2 separate regions of the Mus musculus genome follow, and region 2 is linked to region 1. A link is a contact called in public HiChIP or PLAC-seq data. All regions are on one chromosome and are shown on one strand. The core of a region is the stretch at or near the end of the contact, and the rest is flanking DNA. Distances in the headings are between cores, read along the strand shown.

The links. HiChIP or PLAC-seq counts read pairs in DNA pulled down with a chosen protein or histone mark.
Region 2: an HNF4G HiChIP or PLAC-seq map of pancreatic cancer cells shows a contact between it and region 1. The contact joins two enhancer-like sites. A contact is called at or near these places in 1 of 484 Hi-C or Micro-C datasets (the C10 cell line), 5 of 115 datasets of contacts at active chromatin or transcription factors (acute myeloid leukemia, astrocytes, fibro-adipogenic progenitors and 2 more) and 1 of 9 other capture datasets (embryonic stem cells).

What each region holds. Positions count from the first base shown.
Region 1 is chr15:101,185,964-101,192,650 of GRCm38.p6, forward strand. The region is part of intron 1 of Acvr1b (activin A receptor, type 1B); the gene reads left to right. Among named protein-coding and RNA genes, the nearest start is that of Mir6962, 4.6 kb to the right of the region's middle. Within about 2 kb of position 5,013, at least 80 of the 459 cell types and tissues checked have an H3K27ac peak or open chromatin away from gene starts, as enhancers often do. A contact at or near this core is called in acute myeloid leukemia and pancreatic cancer cells, where this site is marked.
Region 2 is chr15:101,972,644-101,979,251 of GRCm38.p6, forward strand. It overlaps a transcript of Krt78 not described here. Among named protein-coding and RNA genes, the nearest start is that of Krt78, 22 kb to the left of the region's middle. Within about 2 kb of position 4,893, at least 346 of the 459 cell types and tissues checked have an H3K27ac peak or open chromatin away from gene starts, as enhancers often do. A contact at or near this core is called in acute myeloid leukemia and pancreatic cancer cells, where this site is marked.

The sequences.
Region 1 (6,687 bases), core at 3,763-6,262:
TGGGACAGCGAGAACTACATAATGAGACCCCATCTCAATAGATTAAACAAACATATATGTGTATGGTAATGTATTTCATATATTTTATGTAGAATTTATATGTTGAACAAATTAGGTTCCCATTTTTTGTGTATTACTGAATTTATTTTGAAAGTTACATCATCTGAGAAACCACTGAGAGTTACACGTCCAAGTAAGCAAGTAGAGAAGATGACTGAGCGCCCAGGTCCTGCAGCCTGCTCTCGCTCTCAGGGGTGCTGGCCTTGCTTTTCTCCATTACTGCTCTGTGTCTGGTGTGGCTGCTGTTCTGGGAGGCACCACCAGTCATCCACACAAATATTTTAAAGAAGAAAATGGAGATTGTGTAAAGTAAAACAACCCAGTCACAGAAAAATACACTGGGGCAAGTGGCATGGCCCTGCAAACCTTATGCCCTGCACACTCACATACATCACACACAACATACACACACACCCCAGATACATACATCACATATGAACACCTCACTCACACATATCACATGTATACACCATACATTGCATATACATCACACATAATACATACACACATCATACACAGACGCATCACACACTTACACAGCACACACACCACACACATACCATATCACGCATCACATACTGTTCACACTCACATATAATACCTACATCATACGTACATCAAATGCACGTGCACACACACACAAATACAAATTTTCAAAAGACAAAGGGCATTAAAAGACCGAAACCTAGCATACAATGTTTAGAATGGCCTTAGTAATTTTACAGCGACTGGATGTCCTGGGTAATTCTCCAGTGTGCATGACTAGAACTGAGAAGCTCGTAGCAAGTGGGGGCTTTGATAAGCAGCATAGTGTGGGGATGCCAAACTGCAGACCTGTGGGGAGGCACAACAGAAAGAGTGGCCTGGTAGAGACAGGACAACCTGACACAAGACGGCTCACGAGATCTTGTCCTTATATGGACTCACTAGGCTTGGAAGGATGTGATGCCAACCTCTGGCCAGGGTAATGAGGCTGGACAAGCCACAGGATTAGATCAGACATGAATGATTGCAGACAGCAATTATCAAAGCAGAAGCAAGAGAGGAACCTATTTGTAAGGATGGGCATGATGGCTCTTGCCACTGAGTGTGACAACCTGAGTTTGATCCCCTGAGATCCACATGGGAGGGGGCAGAGGTCTGATGCCTTCAGGTTGTCCTCTGTCTTCCACGTGTGCAAGATAGCATGCATGTGCAAGCGCACACACACACGCACACACATGCACACACATGAGAGCAGATGTTTTAAAGAACCCATTCTTAAGCCTTAGAACTTCTGAGGAAATGCATTGGATCCAGTCTTAGTTTTGAGTGGAATCTAGTGGGTGCATAGTGTGCGAGGTGTCTTTGTCAGAGACTGTGCCTGGTGGGTAGTGCTGAGGACACAGTGCTTGCAGTAGGTAGGGTCTGTCAGGAAAGGAGACACCTTGAAGAGCATGCTGGAACAGATCTGGAGTCCCGGCAGTCGAGGCAGAGGCAGGAGGAGTTGAAGGCTAGCCTAGGCTACATAGCAAGACCCTGTCATGGAGAGCCAAAAGATGGGGACTAGAGAGTTGGTTCAGGTGTTAAGAGCACTTGCTGTTCTTGCAGAGGACCCAGGTTCCCAGCACCCACATTGTGGCTCACAACCATCTGTAACTCCAGGATCAGAAGATCTGACACCTTCTGGCCTCTATAAGCACCAGGTATATACATGGTATCTATACATCCACACAAGCAAACACTCATAAAATAACAGCTGTAATAAATCCTAACAGTCACATGTGAAGCCACCCGCCTCCCTTGCACTCAGCAGGCAGAGGCAGGAGGATCAGGAAGTTAAGGCCAGTCTGGGTGGTGGAAGACCCTATCTCAGAGACAGAGAGGGGCAAAAAAAAAAGGTAAAACTGAATTGTATACAAATCAGACCTTCAGATCTGAGTTTATAGACCTGCAGAGGTGTGCATGCTCAGAGGACACCACTAGGAGTCAGCAAAGCCCAGAATGCGGGAAACTCCAGGATAAACCACCTGGCTTCCTTAGCAGGTGACTTCCTGAAAGTAGTACCATGGGTCTGACAGGTTTAAGAGCTTTTGGCCAAATGCAGTGAAACCGGCTTTTGGTTCAGATTTAAACAAGCCAGCTCTTGGGCATCTTTCACGATAACAGCGCTGACAGGCACTGGGAGGGTTAGGGGCATGGTCAGTTAATTTGAGGAAGTGAGAAAGCCAAGCAGTTTACGATGTAACTTGTAGAGGATTCTCAGAGCTAGCCTGGGACCAGCTGCCCCTGCCCTACACTTAGAATCCAGGTACAGAGCGCAGATGCTGGGCCAGTCCATTCACACCCCAGAGTATCTGGACCACCATGGGTTTTCCTCTGTCTTGAAGGACTTCAGCACTGTAGTGATAAATGGCCATTAGATTTATTTTGTGTTGGGGGAGGAGTGCCACAAGCAAGTGTTTAGATCAGAGGACAGCTTTCTGGAGTCCGTTCTCTCCTGAGATGCGATGTTCCAGAGACCAAACTTGGGCCATCAGGCGTGGCAGCAGTCATACCTGCTGAGCCTTCTCAGCAGCCCTGTGAGAAAACCCTCTTTTTGAGTAAATATTTCCTTGAGTCTACTCATATTCTGTTCTGGAGACACAGGTGAATGAAGCACTGTCTGGCTTTGGGTTGTTTGTTTGTTTTTAAATAGTACTTAAGCCAGAACACTGATAGTGACCCAGTCCCTCTGTTTGTGAAGAGATGCCAGAGATCTGACTGTAGCACTGGGAGCCACAGTGAAGGCTAAGCCACCAAGGAGAGGTGACTGGGGGGTTTCTGTAAGCCTCGGCAACCTAATGGTTTGGTGGTTTCTAAGAAGGTAAGAATGTCTGAATAAAGGGCACTAGGAGACAGAACACGAACTGTCAAAGACCAACGTCTGCACTGGTAGCTGTCTGGAAACCTGACTTTAGAGGCTGAAGAGGGAAGATCCAGGTTCCAGGCGAACTTGTAAGTTCTGTCTTACAACAACAAGAGGGAACTTTCGCTGTATATGCAGACCTGCCTCTTAAAAATAGGATGGGGAGCTACATTGGTGTGCATGGCACAGCTGTCTGCTCAGAAGGCAGAAGGATTAGACTAGAGGAAGCTGCAGGAATACTCAGTGAGGTCTTTTGGTGAGAGCATTAAGAATGGATATGACCTGCTGGAGGTAGAATTATGGGGGTTTAACTGGGAAGGTGTCTCCAGTGGTTCTGACAGTTAGGAGTCCTGGGCAGTGTCACAGGGACACTGCAGAACACTATGGGTTCTCTAGGACAACTGGGTTTGTAAGGTTGCTTACCGTTTGTGAGCCCCATACCTTCTCTAAGGCCTTGTTCCACTATGTCTGCCTCAGCTCTGAGCTGTGTGGAGACCACATAACAGAGAATGCAGATCACAGAAGAGTGGACTCTTGCTAATGTTATCAGTTGAGCATCACAGCATCTGAGAAAGCCAGCTTCATGTCTTTGTGTTATCCCTAGTGAACTTACTTAAATGGCTTAGTAGTGAAACTCTTACCTAGCTCGCCTGAGGCCCTGGATTCTGAAAATATCAGCCTGTCAGAAAAGCACACCCATCAGATACAACCCTGAGAGGTGCCCGTAACAAACACCAAAAAGCTGTAGGGAGGTTGGGCGAGGGCCAGGGAAGAAGTGGTGGGCCCTGATGCTGTAGGCTGCTGTTGCTCACACGGTGTATAGTGGGGTTAGAAACTGCAGCGTGGGGGCTGCACAAACCCCCGCATGCACTGTCCTGATAGACTGTCCAGTGTCCCTAAGGAGTAATGAATAAACTAAGGACCATGGTCGCTCTAGCTTTCAGAGCTAGAGAACTGGTTGTGTTCATAACCAATTCTTGGACAGAACAGGCTGCTGTGTAGCGTGCTCCTAACTTTCTGAGGTTTTGGGTATCCCCTGCGATATCTTGTGGCACTGTGAGTCTAAGGCTCTGTAGTGGTTCCTGAGACTTCCCAGCTGAGCGCAGCCTGAGCCTCTGTGTCCTCCTGACACAGGAGACTGTGTGTACAGCACACAGAAGCCAGAGTCAGCTCATCCTGGGACTTGGCTTTTCTCAAAACAACCTTTTTCTGAATCAGATTTGCATTCACATCCTACCACAAACCACCTTCTAGTCAGACAGACTTTGACCCATGCTGTAGTCCTGTCGAGGTGGTTTTGTCTCAAGTTCAGTTCTGACTAATTAGACTCATCAATAACAGAGTCTGTGCTGTGGAGAGAGGGCTCGTGTTCTGACACCCCCCCCCATTTGATTGGCCATTTGATTTATTTTTATATATTTCAAAATGCCGGGGACCGAGCCCAGGGCCTTGCATGTGTGAGACAGGCCTCTCATCTGCTGACTTGTTCACACAGTGAGTTGGTGCCTCTGTGGTAGTCACTGCTCGTGCTTGCTGATAGAGTAGGGAGTGTTTTAGGTGACTGTGTTGTTGTACACACGTGCAGGTGACCCTGTGGCAGTACACATGTGTGCAGGTGACCCTGTGGCAGTACACATGTGTGCAGGTGACCCAGTGGCAGTACACGTGTGTGAGGTGGCCCTGTGGCAGTACACATGTGTGCAGGTGACCCAGTGGCAGTACACGTGTGTGAGGTGGCCCTGTGGCTGTGCACATGTGTGCAGACTTTTGACCTGATGAGTCATGATGAAACATGACAAGAGGCTGTTGTCATTAGCCCGGATTTAGCTTTTCAGAAAGAATTAAATTTAGGATATGAATTTATAGTAAGTTCAGCATATGCTTATAATTTTATTATTGCTTCTTCTGTTTCAGTGAAGAGTATTAGCAGATGAGTGGTGAGTGCACGTGTCTTTAAAGGACACAGCAGACTGACTGAGACAAGTGCTCTGGACCTAGACCAGAGGGAAGAGAGCTTGTAGCTAGCGAGAACGTGATGTCATCTTCTTCACTTCCTTTTTCCGGTTGATCAGGAGGAAAATGAAGTGCAGAGATAGTCAATGACTTCCTGAAGCCACACAGTCCCACAACCATGCAGCGAGCTAGCAATTTCCTCTGAGACTGTGGCTCACCTCTTCCTAGTCATTGTTAAGAAATATTTTCCTTGTTGGGGTTGTTTTCTTTCAATTTTTACATTAAAAGGGAGGTTCATATGTAAAGTATATTACTATATATAATGTTTATATGTTGTGTGAGCCTTATTAACAGTCCTTCACAGCTTCAGCCCAAAAGAGACTGTCACAGTTAGGGTAACTGTGTGCTCCAGGTCATGTGGCTAGTATTGGAACTAGCACTTGAGGTTCAGGTCTCTGTGACCTGTTGCTCTGTGATGCCCACTGTCCCTCCTGCTATGGTAGATTCAGATCCTTCCAGGGTGCGGGTATGGCGATGGTTATCTTCACAGTGTGTCTGCTTGGGCTTGCCGCTCATCTGTAAAAAGCAAAGGTGAACACAGTGAGAGTGGGGTGAGCCTTGCTCAGGGTAGCCACAGCACTTGGCAGGCGCTTGGCTAACTTCCCTCTTGTCTCTGTAAGATAAACGGTGTTTGCTGGTTGGATAGTGGAGACCTAGATAGGCTCAGGGACTTGCCTGCCTGCTTGGCCCGCTCCTTATTGCAGGCCCACATGGCCCACTTCCCAGCTGATCCTGGGCCCTTCAGCATAGATTTCACCACTTCTGTTCTTTCCTGCCTTACACCAGGCCTGCTTAAGTACTTCCCAAAAATAATGAGCCATGTGTGGGCGTGGTCATTCTCCAGAATGAATCACTGTGAGCGAGGCCAGCATCACCGAAGGGGGAACAGCTATCGGGAACCAGAGACTCCCGTCTCCTCTGCCCCACTAATTGATGGACTCTGAGGTGACTGCTTTTGAAAAGGCCGTGTGTCTCACTCGGCTCAGAATAGTCATCTCTTGAAGTTGTTAATTTTCCCTTTCTTGCTTCCCAAAATAGACCCAATGCTGTTGTCTTTGCTGGACGTCACAACACGGTGCTGAGAGGTGCTCCCTGTGGGGAACCCCTAAGGGACACAAAGGGACTTGTCAAAGGCGCCTTCTTGGATTAGCAGGACTCCAAAGGAAGAAAAGGGGGTCTTGCCAAGTTTTCTGAGGCTTGAATAAATTTTAAGTTCTTAAGAGGAGTAAGACAGAGCCTGGCTTAGTAGCCCAGGCCTGTGATCCCAGCACTGTGGAGGCTAGGGGGTGGAGAGTTCAAGGCCAGCTGGTTACTTAGTGAAAACTGTCTCAAATACAGTAACCAATAGGAAAACAAACAAAAACAGACCGAGCGAGAAATTTCACCCACAAGTTTGGGAGGAAGATCTGAGGCTTTTTTAGTCGTGGAGCTAGAAGAGTAGAGTGAGTTCCAGGGGAGCTTCCTGTGGAAATTGCTTTCATGACCGATCTGCTCGCAGTCCCTACTTCACACTCTCTGTCTGTGAGAGATGGTACAGCCCAAGCTGCTCCCGGGCAGCTGTGTGCTTGGGAATTCATCTCAAGAAGATAGAGATCTCCTCACACACTGTAAAGAATACAGCAGGCCCTGCCTGTATGGAAAAGCTTCCGTCTACCTGCCTGCCTCACAGTGCTGCCTCATACCCTGTGTCCTTGTGTCCCTGTGTCCTTGAGTGGGAACAGCAGAGG
Region 2 (6,608 bases), core at 3,643-6,142, 790 kb after region 1:
ACCACAGGGGCTCGTGTAGGGTGCAGATAGTGTGGAACTGGAAAGCAAGTGTGTGCCTAACTCCCCCCCCCCCCCCCCCCGTCAAGTCAGGTTGCAACATCTCTGCCCCAAGCCTCAGTCCTCACAGCCATGCCTGGGTAGAAGTCTAGGGCTTGTAGAGGCCCAAGTGATGGTAACATTCAGAAACAGTAAAGCCTGGGGGGGGGGGGGACGGACTCAGAGGAATTCAGCAACCAAAAGAGCGGCATTGAGAAGGGGGACCTGGCTGAGCAGGCTGGTAGGGAAGAAAGAACAGGACCCAGAAAATGGAGAACGCTGGAGAGGCTATGGTGTTAAGGAGCCAAAGATGGACTCCTCCCTGAGGCAGAGCTGGAACAGGTCTTCCTCCCTCCTGGAATGTCACCTTCAGCCCCTGGGCCTTGAGAAGACAACAAGTCACTGGTGAGTTAGATAGGACAATTCCAAATCCCAGGCCCCACACAAACACAAAGGAAAAGGTGCAACCAACCTAGAGAAGGGAGAGAAGTTGAACAAGTGACCCCCTCATGAGACAACAAAGCAAGCAGTGGGACCCAGGCAGATGAAAGCTGGCACCCCTATGACACCATCCTCCCCCTCCTGTGGTGTTTTAGAGGTTCTCAGTATCTCTGCACCGGAGAGCAACAGACCCTACTGGAAGAGAAGGGTTGCTTGCTGAATTAGTCCCACGCTCACTTGGGATTGCGATCTGATCTGTAGAGAGAAAAGGGAGAAAGCAGAAACATTCATGGGAGCCATCTGTAAAATGAGGACGATAGCCCCTGCCTGAGTTATGGTGGCATTTAAGGGGTAGCACGTGTCTACACAGCCAGGGAAGAGTCAGGTGCTTCTATCCTCACCCAGGGCTAGGAAAAGGATGCCTGCCTGGGCCCAGACTGGCAGGTGCTACTCAGGACGGTCCAGCCATGCTCGTTTGCATGCTATTTGCATGTGCTCTTTCTAGCCACCAACACTTGTCACTCCTGTCACTTCACAGCCTCTAGGTCACAAGCTGTCTCTGTCCCTGCTTTGTGCCCTTTCCTGGACTCTTGGTAGCTGGAGGACCCTGGAGGAAGGAAAGAATTCAAACTGGGGGACAGAGGGTCGGAGATGCGACCCAGACTCTGAAGAAGCAATGAGCCGCTGCTATCTGTGGAAACCTGGCTTAGGGCGACCCCTACAGGGCAATCCCAGAATGCAGGGAGACTGGGAAATAGCCTAGCTCCTCCCCTCTCCCCACTGGGGTTGCTCGTGGCATCTCTTCGCCTCCCAGCGGTTCTAACGCTGCCTAGCACCCAGGATCTCCCAGATCCTGAGTCAGCCCAGAAAGTTACCATTTCGCCCCTCCACTAAATAACCAAGACCAAGTGAGTCAACGTGGTCTTCCCAAAAAGCGATGCAAGAGTATTTGGGAGAGTTGGGCTCTAAGAACCATCATTAAATATTCCAACATGAGTATCAGAGCCCACCTTAGGCTCACGTGGCCACCCGGCAGTGCAGAGTGGAAAGGGATCGTGACCACATTTTGGGAAGAGTTTAGGGAGCAGAGAAGACAGTAAGTAATGCGGAGAGATCCTCAAAACCACAGTACACAGTGGCCCTACTAAGTTCTCTTCAGTGAGGCCCATTCCACAGGGGATGAAGCCCGAGAACTGGACGGAATCCCAGCCAGGGAAAGATTTCCTCACAGCAGCGCTCCTATTGGGAGAGTGGGGCGGGGGGGGGGGGGTGCGTGTGACCTGGGAAGACACCATCTTCCTTCCCACCCAGAGTCAGTTTCTGCCTGTCTATTTCAGCAGGGAGGGGACCAGCGAGGGAAATGCAGCCACAGCAACATTGGACTAGGAGGGGAAATGCTAAAAATGCTCTGAGCCTGCACTTGGCTTGTGGACAGACACAAAGGGTCTTGCCTTTGCCGTGGGCTCCTCCACCCGCAGTGCGCCCCGGCGTGTGAATGGGGCCACTGGAGAGGGCAGGGCCGAAGGGTGTGTGTGTGAGAACAAGTGAAGTCATTCTCTCTGGGTGGTTCCTTTTAATTAGCACCCTGAAAAACTCCCAGCCAGCAAAATTGAGTCTTGCCAACAGGGAGCCCCACCCTTCTGGCTCATCCAAGCCTTAGGGGCAAAGTGGGGGACAGAAAAATCTAAAGGCAAAAAAGAAAGGGGCCTGCTTAGAGTCCAAATACTGAAGGGAGCCCTTCTTAGCCTTCCAGAGACCCTTCGGTAGGTCAGGACAGGGGTGCAGAGGCTGGCAAAGCGTGGCTGAGAAGGAAGAGAACAGAGAGTGGAGTGATTGCCATGTCCCAGAACCTCTGGGAGTCCAGACCCTGAAAATGACCAGTGTCCAGCCAGCCCTGGAGGTTGCCCTGTAGATAAGACATCAAGGACCAGGAGTGAGAAAGACATCCAAGCTCCACCTGGCCCTTTCACCTTTATACGGCTTTCTAATCAAAAGGTCACCTGGTCCCTTGTGGTCAACCTTCAGAACGAGCTCAAAGGGATAGAAGTCACAGAGGGTTCCATAAAGGGGACAGAACAAGTACTGTCCCCTTCTTCAAGATCCCTAGCCATGCAGACGAGGTGTCCCTTTGGTTTGTCCCCTCTCCCTCAAAACCCTTCTCCAGGTGACTCTTACCAGGCTTCCTAGGACCCATGTCCTCTGTCACCTGATAGTCTCACTCTACCTGACATTCATTTTTTACTAGGAGCAGAGGTCAAGGCCAGAGTCCTTCTGGATCTCATCTCCCACCCCAGACCCTGGCAAAGTCAAACTATAGTGAGAGCAGATCTGTTCACAGGAAAATGGCCAGGGACTAGGAGGGAACAGACACTAGCTAGCATTCAGGACTTTTCTAGTCACAAGGACCAGAGCCCCGCTCTTAATCACAGCCCTATCCCTAAAGAGTCAGTGTGTGACCCCCAGTGTGAGTCTCTTCCTTGAAGGGCTAGACTCGGTGAGGTGGTGGGGTGGGGGCCGGCGGTGAGGTGGGGGTCAGTCTGAAAGACTCTGATGCTCACTGCAGGGCGGAGGCGGGTATGAGAGCAATGGGGAAATACTAAGTGGAAGGCTAGGCCAACGTGGCCTAAGTTCATCAGGAGACGGGTGCTAACCCAGGCCCAGACGTGGGGCCTCCTCCTAGCTCTCTCTGACTCTAAAGTTCCTGCGGCCTCAAGAGCTGAGGACAGGGACCACAAGGCAAAGCGGAGAGGGGATACCAGGAAACTGTTCAGGGCCTGGAGTCCTCTCTACTCCCTTCCAGCTGAAGAGGGCTAAGCAGCCACGTCCTCAGAGCTGAACCCTCAACCCAGAGGACTATCAGGGAAAGAGCACCTCCGCAGACCCCAAACCTACCCAGAAAGCTGTCAGGCCCTGCTAGCAGGGTACACACTGGGGGTGGGGGTGGGGGGATAGCCTAGGGCTCAGTTGTCACAAGAGGGTGTGTCCTGCTTTTAGGCAACAGTGGAGAAAGGATGGGGTGACTGTTCTTGGGGACAGAGGAGGGCGTGTCAGAAAATGAAGGCGTCCTGACCCTGGGGCTGAGTGGGAGCCAGGGCAAAGCAGGCACCGCCCAGACGCTGAGGCCTCCTGCCCCCGCCCAGCTGGCTGCTGGTTCCCATCACACCCTGGGCAGTAAAACTGGATTTTATGATTGCTGTGGGGGTTTCTGCTTTCCTGGTTTGGGGGAGGGGGGGTTAGTTGTGTCTGCAGATCTGTGCAAATGTATCTCTATTGATGTGTATCTGAACATGTGTCAGTGTCTGAGGTTCTTCGTGGGGGCGTGTGTTTGTGTCTTCATGGGCTGTGTGTTTGTGGGGCTGTGTCTGTGTGAGAGAGAATCAGACCTACTGTTTCTTGAGGATTTGTAAATTACCAGACACTTTATCTTCACAGTAATTTACAGTTTAAAAGAAAGAAAAAAAGAAAAAGAGAGTCTTCTGTCTCTTCCTGTGCTTGTATAGAGTATATGACAATCCAGGCCTGCCATCTACACTTGCCTGGGCCTCTGTGCTGATGAGCCTGTGTGTATCGGTTGTGCCAAGGCCAAAGCCTGGAGAAGGTTGGCCACTAGAGCCAGGGTCACTAGAGTCTTAGAAACATGACCTTCTTAGTACCATGACTGTTTTCTGAAGCAGAAAGTAGTCGGTAGTGTGGCTGTCTGGGAACAGAAAACTTTGGCCAAGGACACTGTGCCAGGGTTCAACCAGCACAGACTGGCAAACAGAGGAGTCTGCCCTCTTTGAGAAGGTGCTGGGTACCCCAATGTCACTACCTGGAAAGAACCCAGAGGGACACTGTAAGGGCTCAGAGCTCCCATTTGCGGCAGAGCCTCCTGGGGAAGCAGGCCCTAACCAGCAGGTGTCATGGGCACAGTAAGGATTCAGAGCCCCCTTGATCGGCAGGGCCTCCTGAAGGTGTGTGGTAGCACTAATCACAGGTGTTGTGGACACTTAAGAACCCAGAGCCCCCATGTGGGGCAGGTCCTCTTGTGGACCTGGGGTGGCCCTAACCAGCAGGTGGCGTGGGTACAGTAAAGACCCAGAGCCCCCCCTGCGTGGCAGGGCCTCCTGGGGACCTGGAGTGTGGCCCTGACCAGTGGGGTTTGCAGCAGGAAGGACTATAGAAGCTGCTCTCTCCTCAACTCCTGAGCCCCACGCTGCTCCCCGCAGCCTCCATGGGGAAGCAAAGTCCGCAAAAATCCCAGGTTGCCAGGGTCGGGGGTCCGTCGGGGGCCAGGGAGCTGGAAACTGGGCGGCTTGCAGCCAGGGGGCGTGGCGGCGCGAGCCGGGTGGCAGCCGCCCATTGGCTGTGCCCGAGCGCTCCCACGGCCGCTGGGGCCGGGCGGCGCCACCGCGCCCGATCCGGGTGACTCACCCGCCGCCGCACCCGGCCCTGGCCCTGTGCCCGGCCTCTTCCCACCCCGGCCCGCCCGCTAAGCCGGGCCAGCCTGAGTCAGCAGGGAACCGCCCAGGGGTGGTGGGGGTGGCGGATCTGGACCTCTGGAACAGTTTGCCCGCTGGGGGAAGGGGAGAGCATAACTTAGCCTTGGGGGCTAAGGAGTTTCAGTGGCTATGGAGAGTGGGGAAGGGGGCTTCAGTTACTTTGAAATGGGTGGTGTTAGGGTGCTTGTACCAGAAGTACTTTGTCTACCCCCTTGAGGTTTGCAGGCATTACCATGGCAGGCCCAGAGGACAAGCTGGCTTTCTGGAGTCTACAGGTTGTTCCTTTGTGGCCACTCCATGGCCGGGTGGCCAGGGCACTTGTAGGTCGTGCCAGATTATATTCCATAACCTAGGCTCAAGGTGTTCATTCCAGCCCCATGGCCAGCCAGTCCTGCAAGACTCCAAAGCAGTCTTGATGTAATCTCAAAGCGCAACAACAAGCGATCATTAGGAAGGAAAAGAACCCTCAACTGCCCTGGGTACTCAAAACCAAACCCTGTGGTACATTTTTGAACATCCTACCTTCTGAATGGAATAATCAACCAGGCACACCTCACAGAGGTCAAACTCAGCTAGAGAAGGTGACTGTCCCAGGCCACACTGAACAAGAGAAGGGGAAGTCTAGCTTGAACCCAGGGCCACCAAGCTCGACAGCACAGCTCCTTCACTGCCTTGGTTGCACAGGTTCCTAGCTAGTGGCAATCTGAAGCCAACCCATCACACTACAGCAAACTTAGGGACACCACCGTCAGCCTTACCCAGGGTTTTCATGTCCAAGCGGAGGGAGGGAACAGAGTAGGGGACAGAAAGAAGCCATTTATCAGTTCATGTGGGCTTTGGAGGGGCTGACAGGGTGTGCCCAATCTCCAGCTAGGGAGGACACAGTCAACTCAGCTCAACAATGTGTAGGGGAAAAACACACACACACACACACACATGACTACATCAGTGTCTAGAGGTCATGTGCAAGTACAATATACACATTCGTGTTCCACAGGACACACAGCTGTTTTAAGAACTGTTAGGAAGGTTCCAGGCTAGGAATACAAAGTGAAACCCTGACATGGGGAAGCAGGCACCAAGCAAAAAAAAAAAAAGGAGCTTGGTGGGTAAAGTGCTTGCTGCTTGCTGGCAACCATGAGAACCTGAGTTCAGATCTCCAGACCTCAAATGAAAACCAGCCACAGCAAGAGTGTGGTGTAACCTCAGCTTTGGGGAAGAGGAGACAAGCAGACTCCTAGAGCCCCCTGACCAGCCCACCTAGCATAATTAGTAAGCCCCATGTTCACTGAGAAACCCCAGATCAAAAAATGAGGCGGAAAGTTGTTGGGGGAAACTTGTTGCAAAGTTTAAGGGCTAGAGTTTGGATCCTCAAAACCTACATTTTAAAAAAGAGGAAAAAAGACAATCTTGGTGGGCTACCTTAAGCCCAGCTCCAGTGCCCCCTGCCCCAGGGAGGATCCCTCCAGGCTGTAGGAGGCAGAGATAGGGGATCCCTGGGCAAGGGACCTGGCTTAGCCTAACTGAGTCTCCATGCTCCATGCTCAGCAAGAGACTCTGCCTCAGTAAATAAAATGGAGAGCAATCAAGGAGGATTCGTATTGTCAACTTCTGACTTATACATGAATTCACACACACCACACACACACA